5 separate regions of the Sus scrofa genome follow, and regions 1, 2, 4 and 5 are each linked to region 3. The links are chromatin contacts, called in public HiChIP or PLAC-seq and promoter capture Hi-C maps. All regions are on one chromosome and are shown on one strand. Each heading gives the region's core, a stretch centred on a gene start, on an enhancer-like site or on the middle of the called end of the contact. The rest is flanking DNA. Distances are from core to core; before and after follow the strand shown.

Region 1 (2,700 bases), core at 24-2,523, 320 kb after region 3:
AGCCATGATGCCCAAAGCACGGCCCCTACCTCAACAAATCTCCCTGGCCACCACCTGCATGGAACTACCATCCCCACAATCCCTCTGACTGAGCATGCGTTCTGCACTCGCGATTTCACTCACTTTCCTCGGGAAGGGGCGTGGCCAGGATGGTGACCTGCTGCTTCTCCAACTCTCGGACCTTATTCTCCAGCTTGACAATAGTCTGCCGAATTGTCCGGACCTGGGGAGGATGACCGAGAGGGCTGAAGCAGATATGGGAGTCCTCCAGACCGCTCTGCACCTCGGGTCATCCAGCCCCCTCGTGAATCCAGACCGAGACCCCAGCCTCTTACCTTCTGGAAGAACTCATCGTCTGGGCTGCCCAGCCGTGCCGTGCCCGGGTGTACCACCAGCGCGACCCTCTCCTTGTCCTCATCGTCAGAGCTGTCATCTCCCTGACAGGGCCGGGGTCATTGGCATCACTTCCTTGCTGTTGCTTTCGCCCCGCGGGATTCACGGGCTTCCGGGTCTTCCAATCCCACAGCTACCCCTCCCTGCCCTGCCCCGAAGACCAGGAGTCCTGCATTCCAACTAGACCCTACCCCGTCCTCCTGTCCCAACCCCGCTGCGCCGGACTTCTCACCTGTCTCAGTTCGTGGGTCCTGTCCCGCATGGCGGCCCGAGCTCCCTCTCCCCGGCGCGGGAGCCCAGAGGGCCTCGAGATTCTAAGTTTGGAACTCCTGTACCCCACTCACTCTCTTGACACTTCTCTCTGCCCTCACCCTGTGGACCCCTAACCGCCCCCCACGAGCCGCCAGAGGCTCTATCCCTGACACCATCCACCGTCGAGGACAAGGAGCCGACCTCGGGGACCCCCAAGTTTCCACAGGTTGGAACTCCCTTTTCTTACCCCCCTCCCGCTCCCGTAGCTTCAGCCCCGCCCCCTCTGGGATGACTGGAGCATGCGCACCGCACCGCGTCCCTTCCCCGCCCGAGGGAAAGGCGGAGGTCGGAAGCGCCAGCTCCCCGAACGGAAGCAAAATTGCCAGGACGTGAGAACCCGCCCCCTTTGCCGGAACTATCGCATCTTCCAACGGAAATCTAGTTGCCAAAAGAGGTGGAAATGCGTCATTGGTACGTAATCTAGGGACCCAGCATCTCACATCACCCCATGGCGCCCCCCCCGCGTCACGTGACTGGCCCGGTCCCAGCCTCTTGGACCTTAGAACGTGATGCTCTGACTGTCACGTGTCTCCACTCTGTCAACTCGGTCTCCGGGACACCTAGCTCCCCACGACGTCCTCGGCACCCTGGCTCCCACAAGTCGGGAGGGGGCGCCGACTACCCCCAGACATCTTTTGAGACAGAGGGTGGTAGGACCCTGGCTGAATTCGGCTTTATTCCTTTTGGGTTCCGGGGGTGTGGGCAGATTGACGACTTAGAATTTGGGGCTGTCCACATCATGAGACCTTGAAATTCGGAAAAGAATAAGATCCGGCGTCAGAGAGTTGCAGGGTTTGTAGGCAGAGTATCTGGGGGTGGGAAGTGACCTCACCCGAGGCGGAAAGCTCTTCTCCCGCATACTCCTGGCACAGCTTCTGACAGGTGGGCGGCTGGCGCCCGGCTTGAACACTGCAGTCCCGCCGCACTCACCACCTTCTGAGCAGTGAGACCATTTCAGGACAGCTCAGGCTGAGAAAAGAGTCCATTATGTTGAGCAGCATATCACCTACACCCCTTCGCCCCCACCTTGCACCAGGGTTTACCCTCTGAAGGACACAAAAAAGAAACAATTCCGCATTACTGTGACCTGTGATTGCTTGAGGTGAAGGCGTGATTGTGTGGTTCTCACCCGAATCCCAACACCTAGTGGGCCCTCAGTAAATATTTGTGGACAGAACTTTAGCCTTTCCTATGTCTGAAGATGACGCGTGTGGTTCCCTAGTCCTCTCTTTTAGGCTTCAGGCTTTCATCGTGACACTTCCCAAAACCTGACCCTCTAGAGGTTCATTCATTCAGTGGATATTCATTAGGCACTTATTATGAGCAGAATGCTCTTCTAGGGCCAGAATTACATCCCGGCCCAACAGAGAAGAATGACTTATGCTTTTTGAAATCTACATTCTGTAGGAGGAGGCCCCAAGGCCACTGGGTCTCCCCATAGCCAGGATGGCTAGGACTGATCTAAGACTCCTGGATCCCAGGGCTCTCCCCGAGGAACTTATATGAAGGTCAAGCAAAGGAAGGAAAGGCCCTTCTCTACTAAGCCCCGATAAGGAAACCTAGATTTCTGTGACTGAGTTGCTGTGGACTTCTGGAAAATCTGGCAACTCCAGATTCTTAACCCACTCCTCTGGGCTGGGGATCATACCTGCATCGAGCTCGCCAGGGACACCATCGGTCCTGTTGTGCCACAGCAGGAACTCCTGGAAAGTCACTTTTTTTTTTTTTGTCTTTTGTCCTTTTTAGGGCCACACCCCAAACATATGGAAGTTCCCGGGTTAGGGGTCTAATCAGAGCTGTAGCCACTGGCCTACGCCAGAGCCACAGCAATGACAGATCCGAGCCGCATCTGTGATCTTCACCACAGTTCACAGAAATGCCGGATCCTTAACCCACTGAGCGAGGCCAGGGATGGAACCCACAACCTCACGGTTCCTGGTGGAATTCGTTTCCACTGAGCCACGACAGGAACTCCTGGAAAGTCACTTCCTATCT
Region 2 (2,700 bases), core at 137-2,636, 300 kb after region 3:
ATTCTTCACCCCCTACCTTTTTTCTTTCCCATGCCTCCTCACTTTACACTCCAGCATCCCTTCTGATTTTTTCTTCTATCTTCTCTCATAATACTGATGACAAGAGCAACCCCTGCTACCTAAGTATTACCATGTGCCAGGCACTGTGCTAAGTAAAGAACAGGTGTGGTGTCACTTAGCCTTCACAACACACTGCAATGCCTGTTACCTCAGTTTACACACTGGCCAACCCACTATTCTGGCAAGCTTCTTTCCAAAGCCCTTGCTCTCTCCATAGCAGGCCCCATGCCTCCTACATCACTTTGGCCTTCTCTGACCCTTCACTCCCACGGGACCCTAATATAACTCCTATCTCTGACTCTAAACCCCTTACTGAACCTGCTCCCCAAATCCTCACCTCACCAAGCCCCTTCGCTCAAGAGTCTCTTCTCGTCATCAACCACCAGTGAGGTCCTAACCTCACTCATCTCCTAGGCCAGTTTTCTCCTAGGACCCCTACCTCGCACCGGTGACCCCTTCTCGTTCCCGCCGCGGGTGCGTCCGTTGGGGACGGCGAACGGGAGCGCGCCTGCGCACTGGGACCCTCACCCTAACTGCAGCCGCGCGCCCCAAGGGGTGGCTGTTGGGGGGCTCTCGCGCTCCCACACACGCACACTCCACCAGGGCTCCTGGGAAGTGGGAGGGGAGGGAAAGAGGGAAAGGAGAGGGGGAGAAGGAAGGAAGTAGAGGAAAGAGGGCGCAGCTGGCACGAGCCAGCAGTCTACCCTCACCTCCTCGGACACTTCCTATTGTTATTAGGAAACAGGAAGTGTCCTGGCGGCAAAAGCTTCCCCGCGAAACTTCCGCCCTGAGAATACTTCTGTCCCGCCTCCAAGCAGCCACATTTCCGGTGCTAGGAGAGACACAGCTTACCCGACTCTGACCCCGCCCACGTAGGTCAAAAGCTGCGTTGTTCTGCACTAACCTTAGCCACACTTCCGGGAAGAGCCGCTAAAATCGTTCCGGTGCATGTTGGCTGAGCGCAGAGGAGGGGAAAAAAAGGGTTGGTTCTGCAGCCCTGGCCTCAGTATTTTGGCGACACTTTTCGGGGGGCTCCCTGAAGAACTTCCCAAGACAGATGGAGGGAGCTTCATTCACTCCTTGTTATTAAGGGAAATTTTGTGGAATGAATATAAGCGGACTTAGGTACTCCAAGTCTTGAGCATGGCCTTTCTGTCCTCCCACCTTCTAGTTCACGGTGACCTTTCCCCAGGCTAGCAATAGCCAGTGCACCCGCAAACCTACTCCGGTGTTCCCTGTCATTAGCACCCACAGAGACCCCTTGCAAAGGGTTTCTCCTCCACCTTCGGTTGGGGGTGCGCCGGTACACTTTGTGTTCCTCCCTAGGGAGGAAAGCTCCCTTCCACTTCCGCTCGTTGGCTCCGCCTCCTCCCACCCCCACCCGCTGGGTCCTAGCGCCTGCCCCTCCCTGGCTGTGTCCCGGGCTCTGTCGGTGCGAGGAGCTGCCGCTGGCGCCACGGAGCCGGCCCGAGTCTTCTCAGGTAGGAAACGCCGGCAGGAGTCCTCAAGGGCCCCCAGGCGGCCCCAGAGCGGACGCGATCCGAGCGGGCCTCAGTTTCCCTGTGGGTGCCGAGGGCGGATGGGGTTAGCCTGGCGCGAGCAGCGCGGGCGGGGCGGGAGGAGTGCGGCCCCGGGAGGGCGCGGGCGGGCTCCGGGCCCAGCGGGTCCTAGAACCCGCCGGCTGTCCCGGCGGGCCGGCTGCAGCGGACGCCTGGTCTCGGCCGGCACGGCTGCCCGCCTTGCATGGTGCGGGCCCGAGGGTCCTAGAGCCCGCCATGTTGCGGGCTTTTGTCCCAGGCGCGCGGCCGGCCTTGCACGGTTCTCTGGTGCCGGCGGCCCCCTCCCCGGTCGAGGTCTCGGCCGCCCCTCCCGCGGTCCTAGAGAACGCCATCTTGCAGGCCTTTGTCCAGAGCCTGGCCTTCGGTCCATTCATTTGTTCATTCTCTCATTCATCGTTCCTTTCTTCTTGCCACATTATCCGATGCCACGTTTTCCCAGGGCTTTTTCTGCGAAGAGTCAGCCCAGGGCCCTGCCCTGCGGGGCTCTCTGCCTGGAGGGATGCGGACACATAGATGGTTGCAGGGAGCTGGAAGCGCAGGGATTTCGCAGATCTTGGCTCTAACGCCCTTCAAACTCCCACGTGCCTCAGAGACCCCACTTTTCTGATGAGAAAACTGAGGCCCAGAGTGTAGTGGTGCCCTTACCTCTACTACCTATTAATTATTCCTGGGGGCACTGGGGAAGCAGGTATTTGAAGGATGCAACAGTTTTCCAACAGGAGAAGGCAGAGGGAACTGCGTACGGGGATGTATTTAGGTGGGGAAGTTTGAGAATTGCGGCTGGAGCTATGGTGCGGAGGGGCACAGTGCCTCTGGAGGTGAGGCTGAAAAAAGTGGGTTGGGATTAGGTTATGGGCTAACCAGATTGCATGGATGTTCAGGAGATGACTAGCTCGCCTCTCTGCATGGTTCACAGTTCCCCATCTGCTATCTCACCGGATCTCCCGTGGCCTGTGAGGCCTACCGGTGACTACTTGTTTACATGTGGGGAGACTGAGATGGAGAGAGGATAAAAAGTGGGCTCTTCACTTCATCCCTGCCTGCAGGGTTCTAGCCTAAACCCTTTGGGAATTAAATCTGC
Region 3 (2,700 bases), core at 169-2,668:
TGACAATGCCAGATCTTTAACACATTGAGCCACCAGGGACGTCTCTCTATTCCTTTTTTTCTTTTTTCTTTTGGCTTCTTAGAGCTGAACACCCACAGAATATGGAAATTCCCAGGCTAGGGGTCTAATCAGACCTACAGCCGCCGGCCTACACCAGAGCCAGAGTAAGGGGAGATCAGAACCGCACCTACGATCTACACCACAGCTCATAGCAACGTGGGATCCTTAATCCACTGAGCAAGCCAGGGATCGAACCTGCATCCTCGTGGATCCTAGTCGGATTCGTTAACCGCTGAAGCACGAAGGGAACTCCCTATTCCAATTTTTTGAAGTAACTATTATTACACCATTTTACCATCCTAGCCTCGGATGAGTCTAGCTGACCGCAGAGCACACTTTCTGACCACCAGTTCATCAAATGGGACTTGCTCCTGCACAAGGCCAGACACAAGGCCTTAAGTGGAGAGTAAGAATCATTTGAAAGAGTCACTACATAATCCTTTGGCCTCCACCAGCCCAGAGGCGAGAGTGGTGCTCCACAGCCAGTAAGTAACTGCTTGTAATTATCTGATCTAGGAGGGCTAGGGTCTAATTTATAGAGAGCAGTGACATCACGGGTCATGACAGCTAAAGAGCGGGGGGGCGCTGTGCCGTCATAAAGCGCAGTCTTCCAGGCTACCACACACAGAACTCAAAGACTCTGCCCACGCCCAGAATAGGACACAAGTTCGGGTGGAATCCTAGGAAATGAGGGCGGAGCACTTACCCAATGGGAGTATGCCTCCGAGTCTGCGCACTTCAGCCCGGCACGCCCCTTCCGTACAGCAGTTGGCTAGGATGCTGAGCGCTAAGTCCAGCGTCTTGCGCAGGCGCGCTGGCGGAGAGGGCGTCGGTGATGACGAAGCTGCGGAGGGGGCGGGGCCCGGCGAGGGGGCGGGGCCAGAAGAAGCCGCTGACTCGACCGAAGAGGGGGTGGAGCCTGAGCCAGCCTGGGACAGGGCGGGACCCGCTGCAGCCGCTCGCCGTAGCAGAGCGAGAAGGGGGCGGAGCCCGCCGCGTGCCCGGAAGCGCTCGATTCCCCCCGCTGCCTTGACGTGGCGCGTGCGGAGGGCTAAGAGCGCGCGGCCCAAGGGTGTCTCGTTGGTAGCTGTGTCCTTTCCCCCACCTAGACCCTCCCCGGCCGCCGCCGTGAGCTGCGCGAGGCAGAACGAGAGCGAGTCCGTGGGGGTTGGCTTCGCGGCCGCCATCTTGGCTCAGGCTTAAGGCTCCGCCCCCCCTTCGCAGCGCATCCAAGAGAGCGGAACTGGAAGGAGGGGCGTGGCCAGGCACCTCCTCTCTGACGCTTTTTAAATAGCGCCGCCGCAGTAATTATGCCAGTCGGAAGTTGTAGTTCCCGATCCTTGGTGCTCTGACCTGCACAGTCGCAGAAGGCTCGACGAGAGTGGTGGTTATCTAATCGCTGTGCGTGCCTAAGAGGCGTGTGCGGCGCATGCTTGGATACGTAGTCCGCGCCAAGCGTAACATGCCCCGCGTAGGATAGTAGGCAACTCTCCCGGTACTCGAATGGGTCAGTGTCTCTGGAGAACCCAGATATCCGACTACGGAGTCTCAGTACTGTACTGCTCCAGGTGACTTGGCTACTCCGCCCCCAGAGTGTCCCCAGCGACAGCCTTTTCCTTCAGGCTCGCTTTGCCGTCCTCCCCGCCCCTCCAGCGGTGGCCGGGGCACCGAAGTCCGCGTTGATGAGCTCAGAACCCGAGCCAAGCAGAAGGTGTCACATTCCTCACAGCGGCTACAGATGGGAGCATTTGCTCCGTCAAGTGAACAAGAGGGTTAAAGCTATCGATACCGTTCGCTGCCACTTCCTAGAGCGGCAGGAGCTAGTGGACCTTTCCGTTTCCGGTGCTGGATTCCTGGGTCCTGAGTGTCTTCACCTCTTGTGCTTGAGGTTTGCTGGGCGAGGACCGGCCAAGGCCAAGTCAGTAAAGCAGGAGTGATTTATTAAGGCATCCCAAATAGATGGGCCGAGCTCAGGATGGCATCAGCAGCGATTGTGAGGAGTTGTTCTTCCCCACCCCCACCCCTTTTAGGGCCGCACCCTCGGCATATAGAAATTCCCAGGCTAGGGGTCCAATTGGAGCTGGAACTGCAGCTGCTGGCCTACACCACAACCACAGCAAGCGGGATCAAAACTGCGTCTGCGACCTACATCACAGCTCTCGGCAGGTCGGGATCCTTAACCCACTCAGCAAGGCCTGGGATCTAATCAGCATCCTCATAGACACTATGTCGGTTCGTTACTACCGGCCACTATGGGAATTCCGTGGAGATCTAGTTATAAAAGGCTGGTTGCCAGCAAAACGTGGAGGGAACAATGTGCGAGGGAGGAGGGTGGCAAAGGACGATAGCTTTCCCTCTCCATTTCTCCTGTCCGGATAAGTGCTGTAACCACCCTGCCTTGGGCAGGGATTGACTTAAGCAGGCAGGGTGGTTAATCGGGCGGGGTAGTTGATTGACTTAGCAGACAGGGTGGTTGATTCTTGGTCAGCGACTTTCTAATGTCATTGACCCGTGTTTCAAGTCCACCATCCCCCTGGGAACCTATCAGTTGAGGCACTAGCAAGTGTGGAAGCACTCTTTAAACACTGCGGCCTGGGTGCGCTGGGAGGAGGGGGAGTCAGCAACAATTCCTGGCCCTTC
Region 4 (2,700 bases), core at 86-2,585, 410 kb after region 3:
TCCTCTTCCTACTCTCCCCACCACCCCCTTTCGAATGGCCTGTCGGGAAATGTAGTCTGGTGCCTTCACTCGCTATTAGGGAGGGTAATTTATGTCACCAGTGGGGATCAATGCGAGTGAGGGAGAAAGACGTCCTGGCGATCCAGGAATATATAATATCCGCCTCCCCGTATGGTGAGGACTTCATCTTTCAGGGGAAGCTCTTAAAGGAAAGCAACAGTAATAAGTATTGTCGCGACCAGAGAGGCGTGGTTCTTTTCCAAAGTACCGTCACGCTGTTGTCCCCTGGAAAGCTTCCGCGCCTCACACCCGATGCTTGTTCCCTCAAACCTCAGAGAATCGGCATCTTCCAAGTCGTGAGAGCTCCAGGGAAAGGGCTCTGGAGTCGTACAAAATCCCCGCCCCTCCTTGGGAAGTCACCAAACCTCTATTTTTCTCATCTGAAAAGTGGGGATAATGATACCTACCTCAAAGTGGAGTTAGAAGTGTTAAGACAATGTTCACGAAAAGGCCGGGCTCAGGGCCTGGTACGGGGCATGTGTTGGCAATTCCCTTTTCGAGGTCCCTTCCAGCCCAGCTGTTCTGGGATCCCAGGAATTCATCATACCCGAAGGAGTTAGCGCCTGTGAGAAGACAACTGTGGCAGGCTGTCTACCCCATCTTGAGCCGCACCCCCTCCTCCCAGGCCCCTCCTCATCTGGGTCCTCCTGTGTCCACTACCGAGTACTGCTCCCAGGGGGCGCCCATTCTCCATTTGACTGAGGTCCTGCGAACTGTCCAGATTCCCCAACCTGAAGTTGTGGGCGCTCAAATTGCCCAGGCCCATCTCCAGCCAGTCTTGGAGCCCCTGCCCACCTTTCGCCCCTACCCGCGCCCAGAACACCTCAGCCACCCAAGCAGGTGGGACCGCTTCCTACCTCTGTGCTTTCTTACCTGCCTTCTTAATCTTCCTCCTCTGCCTGGAAAATTACTCACTTTGACCCCAAGGCAGACAGACTGCGGTGCTCTGCCCTCTCTTCTGTGTCGGAAAGTAGAGGGTTAGAGGGCCTGGCGGAAGACTTGGTGGGTGTGGTTTTACTGTCAAGGAAGTTAACGCTGACCAGTGTGACTTGAAGTCCTAAATTTGCTGGGACCTGCCTCAGGCTGAACTGAGGCTCCCTCTAGCTCACACTTTATCAGTTAGGAAATCTTGGCTCCCAGGAGATTGTCTCCTTTACATCCTCACTGCTTTCTTTTTGGCTTGCATGATTGCCTCAGGGATCTCTCTGGGGCTGTTCCCTCTGCCTGTTAGGCCCTTCCCCTCCACCTGGCCCGCTGCTGCACCCCATTAGCTATTCATCCTTCTGGTCTCTGTTTAAATACAACAGTCTCAGTAAAACCTTCTTGAGCATAATTCCCATCTGAGATTCATTTGACTCTTCGCCTAGATTATAAACTTTATGAAGAGTCCATCTCAGAGTTCCCATGGTGGCTCAGAGATAACACACTGTACTAGTATCCACGAGGACGCAGGTTCAATCCTTAGCCTCACTCGGTGGGTTAAGGATCCTATGTTGCCATGAGCTGTGGTATAGGTCGCAGCCGCGGCTAGGGTCCCAAGTTGCTGTGGCTGTAGTGTAGGTCAGCAGCTGTAGCTCCGATTTGACCCCTAGCCTGGGAACTTCCATATGCCACGGGTGTGGCTGTAAAAAGAAAAAAAAAAAAAATCCATCTCATACATTACATGCTTTTAGCACATCATTTGATCCTCATAAGACCCCTATGAGCGAGAATCCCATGTCATAGATGAGGAAACTGGGAATGGATGAGTTGTACATAGAGAGAGCTAAGATTCAAAATCCAAGATTTCATAGCCCATCCTCAGAACAACTGCAGCATCCACAAACTGATCAAATCCAGCCCATGCTTGTGTTAAGTTTGGCATAGCAACAACACATTTCAGCTTTCACTTGGAATCTTGAAATCTAGCAACAGTGAGTCTGCCTTCCTTGAGCAAGAAATAGCTGAAGCTGAACAGTGGCTGCCTCTTATGGATAAGACATGTACTCACCAGATCAACACAACTCCCATCCAGCTTGCTTCAGTCCGAACATAAGCACTATTGGCCCCACTTATTAGCTAAGACGTGAAAAGAAGCCTGTTGAGGAGCTCCCATAGTGGCGCAGTGGAAACGAATCCCACTAGGAACCATGAGGCTGTGGATTCAATCCCTGGCCTTGCTCAGTGGGTTAAGGATCTGGCATTGCTGTGAGCTGTGGTGTAGGTCGCTGGCGTGGCTTGGATCTGCTGTGGCTGTGGCTGTAGCTGTGACGTAGGCCAGCAGCTGTAGTTCTGATTAGACCCCTAGCCTGGGAACCTCCATGTGCCAAGGGTTCGGCCCTAAAAAGCAAAAAAAAAAAAAAAAAGAAGAAGAAGAAGACTCTTGAAAGTCAAGACCATTTCTTACACTGTTTAGAGCTCCTCAGTGCCAGGTGCTGTGCCTGTGCCCACAACCGGGTGGGTGGGGAGATGGCAGAGTGAAACTGCATACAGAGATGGGGGAAAATGTTTACTTTTCACTTATAACCTGCTCTCCAGGTTCACATTTTTGCCATAAGCAGATATTTATGTATACTTAAAACAGGGGTTGAAAATACTATAATCCAGCTATGTTGACATTAAAATGTAAAGACTGAGTTCTTGTCGTGGCACAGCAGAAAA
Region 5 (2,700 bases), core at 74-2,573, 260 kb after region 3:
GGCCAGACGGGGGCTGTTATTCTTATTTTAGAGATAAGGAAACTGAGGCTTACCCAGGCTCACCTATTTGAATAATGGTAAGAGCTAATACTTATCTGAATTTAAGTCTGGCTCCAAATTCAATACTCAGTGGTTTGTTTGTTCAGGGGTCCTGAGGACTAGCTGTGAAATAACACAGCCCCACTTCCTAGCTGTATTTAACTGAACAAGTTATTTTGGCCTTCTGAGCCTCAGCTTCTTCATCTGCAAAATAACGACAGCTGTGTCCGCCTCAAATGGTGAGTTAATGGCTCTGAAGCTTTCAGTATAGCATCTGACAAATAGCAGACCATTAAAGAAATGAGTAAGGCAACCCCTGCTTGTCTGATCCTGGGCTGGGTTGCTGCTGGGTACAGAGGATACAGTGATGGATCACAGGATGGACCTGCCCTCCAGAAGTTCCCACTTTGATAGAGGAAGACAAAGACAACATAATGGTACATATACCATGGTTCAGGTATGTAGAAAATGTTGCAGGAACACACAAAGGAACGACTCACTTTGCCTGAAGGGAGTCAAGAATGGCATCACGAGGGATATGATGCTAAAAGGATGAGTGGGGCTAGCCGGCTAAACAAGGAAAAGGGTAGGGCATTCCAAGCACAGGGCATAAGTGGTCTGAAGAGTGGACAGCGTGGTCTGGTCTGGCAACGGCCCTTACTAGGGCTGCTAAAACCAGACAGGTCACAAAGATGAAAGCCATTCTAAGGAATTCTGGGGTTAATATGGAAATGACTCAAAATAATAGAAGAAAAGGGGAAGTTCGTTTCTGTGTTCTGGGAGCTCCTCTCCGCTGGCAGCTGTCGGGGACGGATGCAAGGGGAAGTCACAGGGTCAAGGGCGACCAGTGAGGAAACGGGTTAACAAGAGAATGAAGACTAAGACTGGGCAAGGAAGTGGAGCGGGAGCTCTATACACAGCAGGAAGAATCTGGCTAACACCCGATAGGTGGGGTTTGCAGGCGGCGCCGGGGCGAGCCCGAAACTCCGCGTTCTCCCTGCTCAGGCCCCGCCCCGGCCATAAACCCCGCCCCCTGGCCCTGGGCCCCGCCCTCACGCCAGGTGCTATCCGGTCGCCGGCACAGGTACGTTTCTCCAATTTCCACGGTGACTTCCGGCTCTCCCCGCGCCGGGGTTGGCGGAGAGACGCGGCCTGGGGACGGGGCGGTCCCCTCGACCGCCGCATTCTCCCCAGGCCCGGGGTCGCCCTCCCCCGCGACCCCTGAAGTCGCCGCCGCAACGGCTGCAGCTGCTCCCTGTGCCGCCATCGCTGTAGTGGAAGTGACGCCAGAATCCGGCGCCGCACAGCGCCTTTAGTTCCGGGTCAGCGACGTGTAGCGGAGGCCGCAGTAGGCTGGAGGGTGGGGTCTGTGACGTAGCAGGCGCTCATTGGCTAGTGCGGCTGTCTCCGCGGCGCCGGACCAGATTGACGTTGACAGTGCCGGTTGCTCTGGAGTTACTTGGCTGACGTTTGGAACTGTGGCTGCACCCTGGAGTTGGAGAGCGGAGAAAGGCTTTCCGGATGTGATGTCTCAGATCGATATATATATATTTTTTGTCTTTTTTTGCTATTTATTGGGCCGCTCCCGCGGCATATGGAGGTCCCCAGGCTAGGGGTCGAATCGGAGCTGTAGCTGCCGGCCTACGCCAGAGCCACAGCAACGCTGGATCCAAGCCGCGTCTGCAACCTACACCACAGCTCATGGCAACACCGGATCGGTAACCCACTGAGCAAGGGCAGGGACCGAACCCGCAACCTCATGGATTCGTTAACCACTGCGCCACGACGGGAACTCCTCAGATCGATCTTTTAAAAGGCCCTGGTGCCTGAGAAAGCCAGGATATGCCAATTATCAGGGAGCACTGCCTCCACTTTACCAGGGCGGAGCCAGAGCAGCCTCCCTGGCTGTCTGGCTTTAGAGGTGAGCCTGGAACTAACACCCACCCCCCCCCTTCCGCCAGCCACATACAGGTCATCCCGTTTTTGAAGATTGAAGAACCTTCCTTCTTTGTTTAGGATGGGAAAAGGAGACAGTTGGGGTGGGGGAAGCAGAACGGTGTATCCTGGGACAGCTAGTAAACCACTCTCACAGTATCAAGCCTTTGTAAAGAAAGGGTCAGGTCCCCTAAACAGAAACTGGCCAAAGGCAGTGGACATAATGGAGAGCGTCTTGGACTGAGTGAATTAGGAATCCTGGGTTCTGACCCAACTCGGGAAGGTGTAGAAATGTGTTTGTTCCAAGAGCATAGTCAAAGATGAAACTATAAGTCAAGTATCTCTATAAAGGTTGAACCATATAGATATATATAGATATATCCCATGAATATAAAACAAGTATATTGAGCAATGCCAGGCAGAGTACGTGCTCAATTAAACCCTCCCTTTGGCCACTGTGAGTCATCTTTGACTTATAACTTGGTTATTGGGCTTAAAACAATTCTAAGAGAAGTGGAATGCTTAAGGTCTAAGTCTGAGGTTACAGATCAGGAAACACGCAAGTCTTTGTGAGGGATGGCAGTGGGAAGTGCTGGTAACTTGGCTTTTGGGAAATAAAGAGGTTTGAGGGGAGCATTAAATGCCAGCAGCATATGAAACAAGACAAGGCAAGAAAAAGGTTAAAATTGTAGTACCTTTTCCCACTCCCCATCCCCCTAGAACTCT

Evidence for each region. Promoter capture Hi-C pulls out the DNA fragments that hold promoters and counts their contacts. HiChIP or PLAC-seq counts read pairs in DNA pulled down with a chosen protein or histone mark.
Region 1: a contact with region 3 is called in an H3K27ac HiChIP or PLAC-seq map of alveolar macrophages. The contact joins the promoter of STX4 here to the promoter of ARMC5 in region 3. A contact is called at or near these places in 1 of 47 Hi-C or Micro-C datasets (embryonic fibroblasts) and 2 of 2 datasets of contacts at active chromatin or transcription factors (alveolar macrophages and skeletal muscle).
Region 2: a contact with region 3 is called in a promoter capture Hi-C map of liver, with 2.6 times the contacts expected there. The contact joins the promoter of ZNF646 here to the promoter of ARMC5 in region 3. A contact is called at or near these places in 3 of 5 promoter capture datasets (fetal liver, fetal skeletal muscle and liver) and 1 of 2 datasets of contacts at active chromatin or transcription factors (alveolar macrophages).
Region 4: a contact with region 3 is called in a promoter capture Hi-C map of liver, with 4 times the contacts expected there. The contact joins the promoter of FBXL19 here to the promoter of ARMC5 in region 3. A contact is called at or near these places in 1 of 5 promoter capture datasets (liver), 1 of 47 Hi-C or Micro-C datasets (heart right ventricle) and 1 of 2 datasets of contacts at active chromatin or transcription factors (alveolar macrophages).
Region 5: a contact with region 3 is called in an H3K27ac HiChIP or PLAC-seq map of alveolar macrophages. The contact joins the promoter of KAT8 here to the promoter of ARMC5 in region 3. A contact is called at or near these places in 2 of 5 promoter capture datasets (fetal skeletal muscle and liver), 7 of 47 Hi-C or Micro-C datasets (embryonic fibroblasts, heart right ventricle, liver and 2 more) and 2 of 2 datasets of contacts at active chromatin or transcription factors (alveolar macrophages and skeletal muscle).

The regions. Positions count from the first base shown.
Region 1 is chr3:17,430,104-17,432,803 of Sscrofa11.1, forward strand. STX4 (syntaxin-4) reads right to left here and starts at 1,274. Exons shown (of 11, transcript XM_021086404.1): 1 at 626-1,274; 2 at 336-437; 3 at 124-223. The coding sequence starts at 655. It overlaps LOC102167315 (a long non-coding RNA gene), which reads left to right and starts at 978. Exons shown (of 3, transcript XR_001303274.2): 1 at 978-1,116.
Region 2 is chr3:17,405,244-17,407,943 of Sscrofa11.1, forward strand. It overlaps ZNF646 (zinc finger protein 646), which reads right to left and starts at 1,387. Exons shown (of 3, transcript XM_021086398.1): 1 at 965-1,387. ZNF668 (zinc finger protein 668) reads left to right here and starts at 1,020. Exons shown (of 4, transcript XM_013987708.2): 1 at 1,020-1,541.
Region 3 is chr3:17,107,105-17,109,804 of Sscrofa11.1, forward strand. It overlaps ARMC5 (armadillo repeat-containing protein 5), which reads right to left and starts at 1,419. Exons shown (of 6, transcript XM_021086388.1): 1 at 767-1,419. The coding sequence starts at 1,247. It overlaps LOC100626250 (cytochrome c oxidase subunit 6A2, mitochondrial), which reads left to right and starts at 1,519. Exons shown (of 8, transcript XM_021086396.1): 1 at 1,519-1,978.
Region 4 is chr3:17,520,424-17,523,123 of Sscrofa11.1, forward strand. FBXL19 (F-box/LRR-repeat protein 19) reads right to left here and starts at 1,336. Exons shown (of 12, transcript XM_013987711.2): 1 at 934-1,336; 2 at 468-623.
Region 5 is chr3:17,371,787-17,374,486 of Sscrofa11.1, forward strand. It overlaps KAT8 (lysine acetyltransferase 8), which reads right to left and starts at 1,324. Exons shown (of 11, transcript NM_001284366.1): 1 at 1,096-1,324. The coding sequence starts at 1,306.